Linked DNA regions of Gasterosteus aculeatus: region 2 is linked to region 1. A link is a contact called in public Hi-C data. All regions are on one chromosome and are shown on one strand. The core of a region is the stretch at or near the end of the contact, and the rest is flanking DNA. Distances in the headings are between cores, read along the strand shown. Region 1 has its middle 15 kb from the start of zbtb18. Region 2 holds the start of sdccag8 (SHH signaling and ciliogenesis regulator sdccag8).

Region 1 (5,348 bases), core at 2,143-4,642:
CATGATATCGGCCAATTGGATCGATGTTACCGGCTACCTCGAGGGATCTGCCGTCGGCCCGTGACGTGAGCGAGCCTCGTGTGTCCTGCGTATCATGCGTATCCTGCATCCTGTGACACCACACAGCCTTTCTCTGTCTCCCCGTTACCTCACATAAAAACAATCCCAATAGATTCTGTGCAGTTACGAACACAAGACTTTACATTTTGTGGGGGGAAAAGAGGGCGCCGGTGTTAAAGAACTTGAGTTAAGGGCGAATCGGGAGAAGAAGAAGAAGAAGCTGCGTGGGGTTCATCTTCTCCTCGTTGTGCTCTGGTTTCCTCCTGCAGTCCACAGACACGCAGGTTGGACGCGCTGCAGATCACAGGCGTGGGCGTGAATGGGTCGTCTGTGTTCGTGGACCCCGTGATGGGCCGCTGGGGGAAGCTGCGAGCTCTGCACGGGATGAGCAGGCGCTGTGTGTAAGTGGACCGAGAGCTGCGTGTCTCATGTCCTGATTTGCTGTAATTGCTTCGACGTCGGAGGGAAGTAAATGGGCCAAGGAGAAGATTCCTCCTCAGAGACTCTCCCCTCGATGGAAACGCCACCGACATCCTCCATTGTGACAGTCAGCAGCACCCTGACCCTGACCTCTGACCTCTGACCTTCCCATGCGAGAATCTTCCCAGACTTACGTGTATAACTTCTAATCGTGCTCAGACCATGTTTATCTGTGACAGTTTTAGCAAATGAGCTCCTGTTGAGTTTTGAGTAGATAAGAGCTCAAGATGAAGACGAAGTTAAAGGATCCCAAAAAAGATTACGATTCCTCCTGCGAGTGACAATGAAGTCCGAACTCAGTTTAACTGCATTATTCATTATACATAGAATACATCTTCTGGGAACCATGAATGTCGGTACGATGCCGATCCATCTGGTAAATGTTGACTTAATTAAACTATAGATCTATAAATGTGGACCTGCTGGTGGTCGAGGTTTATAGATCTATAGTTTAATCAAGTTCTGTTTTGATATCCTGTTCCCTTTTTGCTGTCCTAGTCCACATGGAGGGGGGGGGTCCCCGACCCCTCACGTGGGTACCACTGTCCCCCAAGACGAGGGAGCAGACCTGTGACAACATCCAGCGTTGCTACGGCGATGCAACTGAAGCTGCTCAGTTCTGTTGAATTTGTTGCATTTGTTGAAGCAAAAGCCAAGAAACAATTTCAAAGACGCAAAAAAATAAAGACGGCCGTCTCCTCTGACATCTTTTTGTCTCCTCTCCTCCTTCTGCACTTCTTCCCCACCATCATACAGATGGTCCCAAGCTGCCTTCAATAATCCAATGCACAGCCATGCCAGTACACCCCGGGCTACACCCCTGATGCTACGCTACGCACACACACACACACACACACACACACACACATGCGCAGAAACAGTGCCAGTTCCCTAGGCAGGACCCCTGTCTCTGTAGCCCAGATTGGAGCAGTTTGTTTCAGCACGGAGCAGTAACACTGGGCCTTAGGGCTCTACATGGGCCTGCAGGGTCCCACGCTGGCCTCAAGTAGCTGGGCCTACAAGGGGGGAAAGAAAAGCTCTCGGGCTCGGTTGTGTTATCTCTTGATGACGACAATTGTTGTTATTACACGAGCTGGAGTGGCTACATGTTGTCGTTTTCCATCGCTTCAAACCGGGCCGCCCGACACGGACAGTAAAAACAGAGAGCGAGAGAGTGAGAGAGGTGAGAGGAAAGCAGCAAGAGGAGGACAAGGAAGGGACTTCTTGGAGAGTAAAAAAAAAAAAGAGGTTGGAGAACGGGGACGTCTGGCGCTTTGCCGGACGGAGCGGAGCGGACAAAAAGGGAGGAGCAGGGCGAGGGGGGATGGCGGCAGGAAAGAGAAACAGGAGGGATGGAAAAGAAAGATGGGTGCGCGGAGGGAGGGATGGATGCGGCGGATGGGGGGGGGGATGGAAGACGGGATGGAAGGAGGAATGTGACAGATGGGTCGTGCCTGGCCAGAGCTGGGAGGGAGCGGAGAGGTTGGCAACACAGGGTGAGAGAACACACACAAACGCACACAATACACACCGCAACGGCACGCGTGCACGCATGTGCGCCAGATAACTCCTCACGTGCACGCTCTCTCCGCTGTCACGGAGTATTTCCGATGTCTCTCCTTGTGTCAAGAAAATGTCGGCATATGATGAATAGGCAAATAGATGGCGCAGCGGACATCTTTCGACATATTGTTTGCATAAATTGGTGTCAATTTCTGCGTCGGTGGGGTAAGATGTCGGTGTGACACGTGAGTCAAACTGGTGTTTTTAGAATCTGAGAGTTGAACAAAGTTCAGGTGAGTGGAATCAACGTGAGCTGATGTACGGATGCCTTCACACAACTTCAGAAAGATGACCTTATTTTTGGTTTACGACAAACTAAAATTCATGCGCAGTTACACACTGATGACACATGGCCACATTATTATGCTATTTTGTATGTGAGATAGTTTAGTGTGTCCTGAAACCAGTGGTTTTTATCCTTCAGTCTGTTCTTATTGCACGAGAGGTGTGGTGGTTTTTGAGATGACGTTTTTAATTCATTTTGGTCTCTTTTGTGGATGTTTGTTCAGCCGTGTGTAGGTTGTTTGTGATACAATCATATCAGCTCACCACAAGTTCTCTGTGCAGATGTGGAGATAGGATGATGCAAGTGTGTGTGTGTGTGTGTGTGTGTGTGTGTGCGTGCGTGTGTGTCTTTCATCATGTCTCCACTGTTTCATCAGCAGGAAGGAAACAACAGGGAGAATGAACTTGACTTCCACAACACCACAGCTGCTTGCTGGATGTGTGTGTGTGTGTGTGTGTGTGTGTGTGTGTGTGTGTGCTTATACATGTGTACAACTCAGCAGGCAGGTGCAGCAGATGCCCGAAACACACATGTTCACACACACACACACACACACACACACGTATACAGTAACGCTGTTAACATCTACGCAGCGGAGCTGGTGACATTAATAGGCCCCTCCCCTGCGTTACCCCGTGAGGTCACCATGGCGATGATAAAGTGCTGAGTCGTGCACATGTGTCCCGGTGCCAGCAGTTTCCAACAACACCCCGAACACGCCCTGGTAATGCCCCTTATCTGGCAGACACACACACAGCTGGGAGAGGGTCGCGTGAAAAGAGGTTTCATTTCTTTCTGCAGGGCGTCATTGTTTCTTTAACCTGAAATCCAATTAATTTGTCTGTTTTTCAGGATCGTCTTCAAGTGAATCCTTTATGTTGAAAGATTTATGTCCCTTCCTCCCGTCCTCTGTTGTTTCTTTCTCCACGTCTCTATCTCTCTTATGTGGAGAGTTCACAGCGGCGCTCCTTCCACACAAGAATCAAACAAAGGACAAGTACTGTTTAATCCCATCGTAGCCCGGCGCTAAAGACAGACCAGCTGGAGGCCTTTGTGTGTGTGTGTGTGTGTGTGTGTGTGTGTGTGTTCTCCGTCCGTGTGCGCGCTTGCAAGTGTGTGAATCGCTGAATAACACTCTTATCTGAGTTTTTCTTATACGTGTGTTTATATATGAGTGTGTGTGGGTTAAAGAAGGGGGATGGGGGGGTTATGGATAAGTAGTATTTGGGCCCCCCTCCCTCCCTCCCTCCGCCCCCCTCTCACCGAGACACACAGATATTCAAGTTCGGGTTGCGTCGCCTTTTGTTTTCAGCCAGGGGGAAGGGGAGGGGGGGTCGGGGGGGGCTGCAGTGGGTGGCTGGACGGATGGATGGCTTGCTGGGACACTGTGCCCCCTGATTTTCCCAAAAAAAATATCCCACCTCCCCCCCCCTCTCTCTCTCCACCGCCCCCCTCGCCTCCCTCCCCAGCCAGAGTAGGTCCACTGTATTGTCTGCTTGCAGGCGGGCCGCTTGTTGCTCGCCTTCTGTCCTGCTGTGCTGAGTGCCTGACAAAGGGGCTCTTTTAAATATGCAGACAATCCTCGATCACTTACACACACACACACACACACACACACACACGCATGTCCCTGCTTTCCTCTTTCTCTTCCATGGCTAGACGTGGCCTGGGAGTGTTTCCTTTTTCTCACAGAGAATCAACAAGTCTCCGGCATGAGCAGGATGCAGAAGGCCGTCTTCTCCCCGTCGGCGCGCTGCGACCTCGAAGCTTCGTGGTCTCGTCTCGTTCCGAATGCTCGAATTTTCAAAAATGCATATTGAGAAAGAAAGTGCCGCTCAAGACAAGGAAGTAGATCCTGGCCTGTTTCCTTCACAAGTAGAACAAACTTCAGACGTCAGTTTGGAGACGCGGGCTGGGAGCTGGTTTGAAAATGTGTCGTAAAAACAAACCCCCAAACATCAGGACGCTTCGGGTCCACATCTCTTTAATCCCCCCCGCCCCCCCCCCACTTCCTCAACGTCCTGGTACGGCTTGGCATAGGCGGCTCCCTCACGCGAAGCGGCAGAGTGCAGGGGCCCGGGCCCCCAGACAGGAGCCCAAGCTGGTCTCGGCCTCCCAACATGTTGAGCTGGCCTGCCTTGGGCACAGCCAAATGGTTCTGCAGCTGCCCCTTTGTCCCCCTTCCTTAAGTAAACAAAGGACAGAAACAAATTAATGACCTACATTCACAGCGAAAAACCTTGCACGGCCTCCTCGCGGGGAGCGCGAGTTGCGAGCAGTTGTCCGTAAGCAGATGTTCACTTGCAACGCCGCAGATTGCAATTAATGATCAGCGAGCAGCGTGTAACCGAAGGATATGGCGGCTGTATTTTCTACAGCAGTCGCCATGGCGCCCGGCTGCCTTAAACGACAATTGAAAGCGTCTCCAGAAACTGAGACTTTTGGAATAGTTTGCGCATTTAAAGTAAAAAAATGTTTTTTTTAAATGAACACATTAAGTTTAAAAGAAGAGATTTATTTTCTCGCCTTTGAATTTCACATTAATCTCGTCCTTTTAAAAACTATTAAACCAACTCGTTAAGGATGGAGCTCCTGGAAAACGGACCCTAAATCGTTTTATGTTTCTTACACCAATATCAGGCCTTCATCAGACAGCGTAATAAAGATTAGGGGAGAGCTTATGGCGTGGGTGTGCGTCGGGGGCTTACCGAGGAGACCATCTGGGGCCTAATGAGCGCTGCTCCTTGGCCTCTGTGCAGTTCTTAAGCATCTGTAAGAGCAGGTTTACTGAGCAGCAATACATTAGCTAAAGCTGATTTCCTTACTGGAAAACCGCACTTGAGGAGCTTTGGAATGAGGCTGATTCTGTGTGTGTGTGTGTTGCAGGGGGTTGAAGCTCAACAAGCTGCTGCACATTTACTTGTCACACGCAGCCTCCGTCGGCGCAGCAGCTCCACCA
Region 2 (6,072 bases), core at 2,866-5,365, 110 kb after region 1:
CTACTGCCACCCAATGGATTTACAAAAGAATTACAAATAACCAGAGTATCAGAAGTGTTCCCAACTTCTGATTTTTCTAAAAAAGATACAGCGAGCTTTTTTTAATGACTGGTCTGGCAGATACGGTGCAAATGAAAGCTCTAATCATAAATAAAAATGTATATATGTTGAGCTACGGTTCTGCTGCACAACACTGACACTGTACCTTGGTATTTTCTTGTTCCTGGCTGGTAAGTTTGCCAAGAGTGTCTTCCAGTTGATTGGTCAGTGAGCTGTTGTCCCTGTGAACTCGGCCTAGCTGTCCTTCCAATTCAGCAACCCGCTGAGAGAAGCTGGACACCTGATACACACAGTTTTCTAATGGCATTTCATTGAAAAATGGCAATGTCAGAGTTTCCTCTCTACAGCAACTTATTGAGCTAAAATGGCAGCTGCCTGTGCAATAAATATTTTTATTTGTCTGATCAAATATAGAATAGACATATATTCAGTATTTCAAAGCAACCTGAGCTGTGGATTGGAACTTCATACGTAATAATCTACATACACATAGAAAGTGAGTAAGTGAGACTTACGGTCTGTGTCAGCTCTTCTCTCTGCTTGCGGCCGTCAGACCGGCCCTCTTCTCTGGCCTCGGCCAGTCTCTCCTTCAATGCCTGCGCTTCCCGCTCTAGTTGTTCCCTGAGTCGAGCCAGCTCCCTGGACAGCTGCTCACACTGCACCTCCACCTGCACGCATACAAAGAGACACACAGGGTACGAAGGGTTTTTACTTGAGAAGACAACTGGTGAAGGAGCTATACACATCTTAAATGCAGTGCAATGTCACACAACTGGAAAAGTGTGTATCTATACACCAAATGTTTCTCTGACCCTGGCTTTGTACAGATTGGCTTCTTCTGCCATTTCCACAGCCTGCTTGACTTGCAGACAGGCCGACCACTCCCTCTGCTGGGCCTCCTGCTGACTGGCTCGCACACCACGCAGAGCCACCAGTAACTCGTCCCGCTCCCTAAAAGATCCATTAGACAAGGAAATCAGCGTTAACCAATGCTCATGGGGAAAATAGCCCTCAATAACGGATGATAACTGTCAATATCATGAACTCCCTTAAAGAGACATAGGTAAGATACGTCAACAACAGACAGAAATCTGCCCGGTGTCATAACCAGGTGCATAAATGTATCATCTTTTACTTAAAGCTTAAACTACAGAGTGTGAAGAGCTGACCCTTTTGTATTTGTGTAATAAAACTGACTTTTGGAGTCTGTCAATAGCCTGCACATGCAGATTTGTGTGAGTCCCAGCCAAGACGGCCTCGTGCTGTGCACACTGCAGACACAATCCTGCCACACGAGGAGCTCCGTCAGCTCTCAGTGCATCTGCAGCATGTTTCTCCCGGTGTCGCAGGCGATCCTTCACCTCCTCGCACTCCTTCTGACTGACCGACAGATCCTTCCTGAGACCGGAAGCAAAAGATGAAACCAGGAGAGTCTGAGTCTGATTGATTTTAAGCAAACAATCTACGCTGGCTTCACAGCTGGAATATACTGACCTGAGGGAGAGGACCTGAGCCTCCAAGCTTTCAATCTGGGCCTGGTAGATCCCTTTCAATTGTTCCTGATGAACACAAACATGTTCAGAACAGACCCTTGAAACGCTATGAGTGATGGGATCACTGTGGGATCTTGCCAACATCTTCCAAGGCATCTGCATGTTTGAGCCGAAGAAATGTGTAATCCTTCTTAGTTTGAAGGTTGTTTTATGCGTTATAAATGATCAGTGGGGGGGACATTTTAAATTGAATGCAAAATAAAAGATGCAAATGGAATTTAGAAAAATCTGGATAATTTTGAAGTAACACATTTATAAAATGATTCCATACTTCAGCTTGTCGTCAGAGCTTTGAGCAAACATTTCTTTTCTGGATTACACAACATAAAATGCTGTGATAATGCAGATATTTCATGGTGCGGAGAGGAAGAACCGACCAGCAACAGGAGGAGAGCAAAAAGCTGATCTGTAATCCTTACTAGTTCGTGTTTCCACGTGGCGAGCTCTTCTTTTAGCAGGATGTTGTGTCTGTTGACTGACAAACTCCCATTTCCCTGAGGAACACATCTTACAATTTTACATTTGACAATAAAACAAAACTCTACACGGGGTAATATTTATTTTAATGACGATATTTTCTTTCAGTGTTTTGCAGTGCATGCTTGTATTTAAAAACCTGACAGACTAGCTGAAAATAAACTCATTATTTCATCCTATTAGTCACATATTATTCTCAGACACAAACACAAGTTACCGGGGAGTTGTGGATAGGGAAATCTTTCAGTGATTCATCCGCAGCTCTGGATTTCAGGTTGGAATGCAACTTCTCATTCTCCACCACCACCACTCTGATTCGCTGTTTAATCTCGTGCAGCTCCTCCTGAAATCACACACAGAGAGAAGTGAATCAAAATGTATACAACCTGGGACAATAGGGAAATGGACCTGCAAATATACACACACACACAAACACATTTTAGAGGACAGACCTTGCACAATTTAACTTCAGCTTCCAGGTGTTGGATGTACTCTGACTGGTTTTGAATCATTGGTACGAAATCCTGAAAAGCCGGCGAGTTGGACCGTCCCTCATGCTGTACTTTCTAACAGAGGAAAGAAAAGGCAGAGGCCAAAATTAGCCCAACAACACAACAGAATGGCAAGCAAAATATCACTATAATCCATTTAAAGATCCCTGATCTTTAAAGCGTTTCTCAGGTCAATATATTTGAACAGCCAAGCTGCTTACTTTACCTTTGACAGAGACGGTTTCTTTGAAGGAGTCAGAGGAGAGGGAATTTCTCTGCTCTGCTTCAGCAGAAGGCTCTTCAGCTGATTGACTGCAATGCCAAAGGACGAAGGAACACGCACACAAACGCACACACACAAAGCATTTCAATTTGACTTCCTGCATGGTTGACATCTCCAGTAAAACGATGTCTTTGTCGGACGGACTTGAACTGATCACTAAGTCACCTGCTTCGCTCTGTGTCTTTTGGCTCCATGCAGCCCTGTCCTCTTCGGCCGTGGTGGTGAAGAGGCTTCCATCGCTGCCTCTGGGCTCCTCCACCGCTTCTCCGTCAGAGCCCAGCTGCGCCCAAACACTGCTGAGCTGCTGTATGCTGTGGTTGGCCCGCTCTGTGAACAACAGACCTTCAGAGACACTGGTCTTACACGGTATATTGTTTCTGCACCGCGGCCATGGCGGCTTAGTTGGTGTCTAAAAAAAAAAACACTTGCCCACTACCCAAATTAGAAAGAGAACCATTTTGGAAGTCACTGGGATTTCTGATGATCTGCTTTTCCCAATGACGACATGTTACACATGTCGGTTTTGTAATGTTACACCTTGGTGTCTTGACAATTGTCGTGCCATACTGTCAATCATTTTTTAATTATAACGTGAGCATGAGAAGTTGTCTATTAGACAAGCCAATTCAGTTCGATCAAGTTGCTCGATTCTCGACAACAGGTGGCAGTGACACGACTTCATACACACGCGCCTCAGTGCTGTGACGTAATGACGTCACAAGACGTAAAGATAACTCCGCGGCATTGAGTCGGGTATTTTGTTGACGAGACGTTTTCATATAACACCCACGTTATGTTATGTTACAGTTATGTTACGTTACAGTTTAAGAGGCAGCTTTAACGGCTCCACAGTTAGCCGTTAGCACATTTAGCTTCCCATTCAGCATTCAACTTACGTCTCAGCTCCTTTTGGTAAGCCCCCAGCTGCTCCGCGCCCTCCTCGTCTGAGTCAAACGGTTTCATTGATGTAAGACCGATGTTAAATCACGCTTTATCCCCAGCGTTAACTACACATGCTACGTTGTGTGCTACACATTCAATAAACATGTTGTGTGTCTCGCCCGTACCAACGGTTAACGAAGGGGGCGTTTGTGTTGATGACCCGCGTGCACCGCGGTAGGTGTTCTTATGTGCTCAGATGCTCCTTCTGACACCGCCTGACGCGGTGAGCGCGTAAATGAAACAGCCCTCTGCTAACGGCAACCACTTCCGTAAACTCGGCGTTGGATGCCGGGAGTTGTAGTCGCTGTCTGTAGTCACAGTTAACATCGTCGCACCAGCGCCACCCTATGGTGAATACGGTGTGTTACTCATTATAAAACAAACCACTTAGTAAGTGTTTAAACATGCTAAAAGTAAGCGGGATAAATCATGTTTAATGTCTAAAAACATTAAAAAAGGGACCTGGTGGCATACAAATATCTTAAAGTACTTGTGTAGTACACAGAGCTCAGTGTATTCCTCACTGGATTTGGCAAAGCCTCAATCTAAAAGGTCACAGGCAAATCTGACATATGGGGGAGTTTCAAATGGCATAGTTATAGCGTGTGTGTGTTTGTGTGTAATATTGTTCAGTGGAAAAGTGTATCTCATCATCTTTTTTGCTGCTTACAAAAGGGTCAAACAAAGGTAACCATGGATACAACCGCTTCCTATTGCACAATAACAGATATCTTCCTGTCGAATCAGACTCGAATGTACTTTCGATTGTTGCGACAATTCATTTTTCAACAGAAGAGGCAGTGAGTCAGATTTTTGTGGGTTAATTTATTTTAAGAAAAATAATTAATATTGTGTCCAGTCCAGTCTCTTTTTATCCCGAGTCCTACACGGGCTCAAAAAGCTACACGTTCTCTGCCCGATCGTAGTTGAACGATTACTTTCATTAAAGTAAATGATTTCCAATGTTAGTTTAATGTGCTCCAGTCCTTTTGTCACCATCTAGATTCATGGCCTTTATTACTCATATTGGATGGTCCAAACACATCTGTTATTAAAGCGCACTCTCATTTCTCACTTGGCATCACTACTGTGAAGGGTATTAACACCCACCCTTAATCTTTAAAGTCAGGGTTGTTTTTCTTGTTGAAATTCAAATCACCTCCTAGGAGAAATTAATCAGATGATCTGACACCGCCTGTGCACTCATCGCTTGTCGCCGGGCCAACGGCTAGACAGCTGTGAGTAATAACTATAACCTCAATGAGCTGAAGGGACGGGCACCTTTTGATTTCAACACTTAATATGAGAAAATAATAATAGCATGAGGTGCAAACTCCGGCAAACCTTAAGAGCTTAGAGAGCCACTTTATTACAAACAGTGACTGTTACAATGAAGTCGTCCATTACGCCACAAACGTTGTCAGAGTTCTGACCTCCTAAGTTCAAATCACAGATTTTCTCACAGATTTCCTCCCTCTGCACTTGTCCTTTAAATAGACGCTACTCGATAACTCCATCCTCGTCATTCGAGCGCATACTGCATCTCTTCTTATCTTGTAACCGACGTGTCTGCTTCACACATTTTTTTTTTGTTGTTGTATAAAGTCTGCGTGGGAACGTTCAACCCCGGCATCGGGTGAAGAACTCGCACGCCAAGTGAAACAAAGTAAGTGTTTGCATGTCGGGGTGTTTCCAGGAAACCACAGCAGCTCCCCTCCCACCTGATTGCGTTTGAGGCCGTAGGACAGCGAGAAAACCCACGCGTACCTTTGCTGTCCCACACCTCTGCTCTGCCGTGTATAATTATGGGGTGGCACCCTTCTTTACTAAAGCATAATAGGCCATGAAATAACTGAATAACACCCAGGAAAAGCCTCCTCATTTGAACTGATCCTGACCTGAAACGCACTAGAGAAATGTTAAAATCTCAAAAGGACACATGTGCAAAAGTAACACACACACACACACACACACAAAATAACCACACCAGACGGATTTCAGATTTCTTATTAAAAATAATTCATTTCAGGACGACATATAAATAATTATTGAATTACACAATACAGATATCTTGATATGAATAAATACATAACAAATAAAACCAGGCTTTTTCATACAATACGCTATTGTCGAAAGGTCACACAGAGAAAACTTGCATGTTTTGTCACACCTTCTGTTTCTAAGCGGGTGTTCTTCCTACTGTTGGAATGTCCCTCAGCGAGTCGGAGTACCATCCCTAAATGCCTCACTTAGGTGACCTCCCTCC

Evidence for each region. Hi-C and Micro-C count contacts between places; a contact is called where the count stands out from the background.
Region 2: a Hi-C map of skeletal muscle shows a contact between it and region 1, with 4 times the contacts expected there. The contact joins the promoter of sdccag8 here to the enhancer-like site in region 1. A contact is called at or near these places in 3 of 6 Hi-C or Micro-C datasets (skeletal muscle and tail fin).

Annotation. Positions count from the first base shown.
Region 1 is chr6:15,877,344-15,882,691 of fGasAcu3.hap1.1, forward strand. No RefSeq gene overlaps it. Among protein-coding and RNA genes, the nearest start is that of zbtb18, 15 kb to the right of the region's middle. Within about 2 kb of position 3,393, at least 5 of the 9 cell types and tissues checked have open chromatin away from gene starts, as enhancers often do.
Region 2 is chr6:15,982,025-15,988,096 of fGasAcu3.hap1.1, forward strand. It overlaps sdccag8 (SHH signaling and ciliogenesis regulator sdccag8), which reads right to left and starts at 4,116. Exons shown (of 18, transcript XR_013468014.1): 1 at 3,761-4,116; 2 at 3,030-3,191; 3 at 2,808-2,893; 4 at 2,543-2,656; 5 at 2,308-2,433; 6 at 2,033-2,107; 7 at 1,555-1,619; 8 at 1,258-1,458; 9 at 873-1,011; 10 at 576-728; 11 at 206-340. It overlaps tnfaip3 (tumor necrosis factor, alpha-induced protein 3), which reads right to left. Exons shown (of 9, transcript XM_040178910.2): 9 at 5,802-6,072.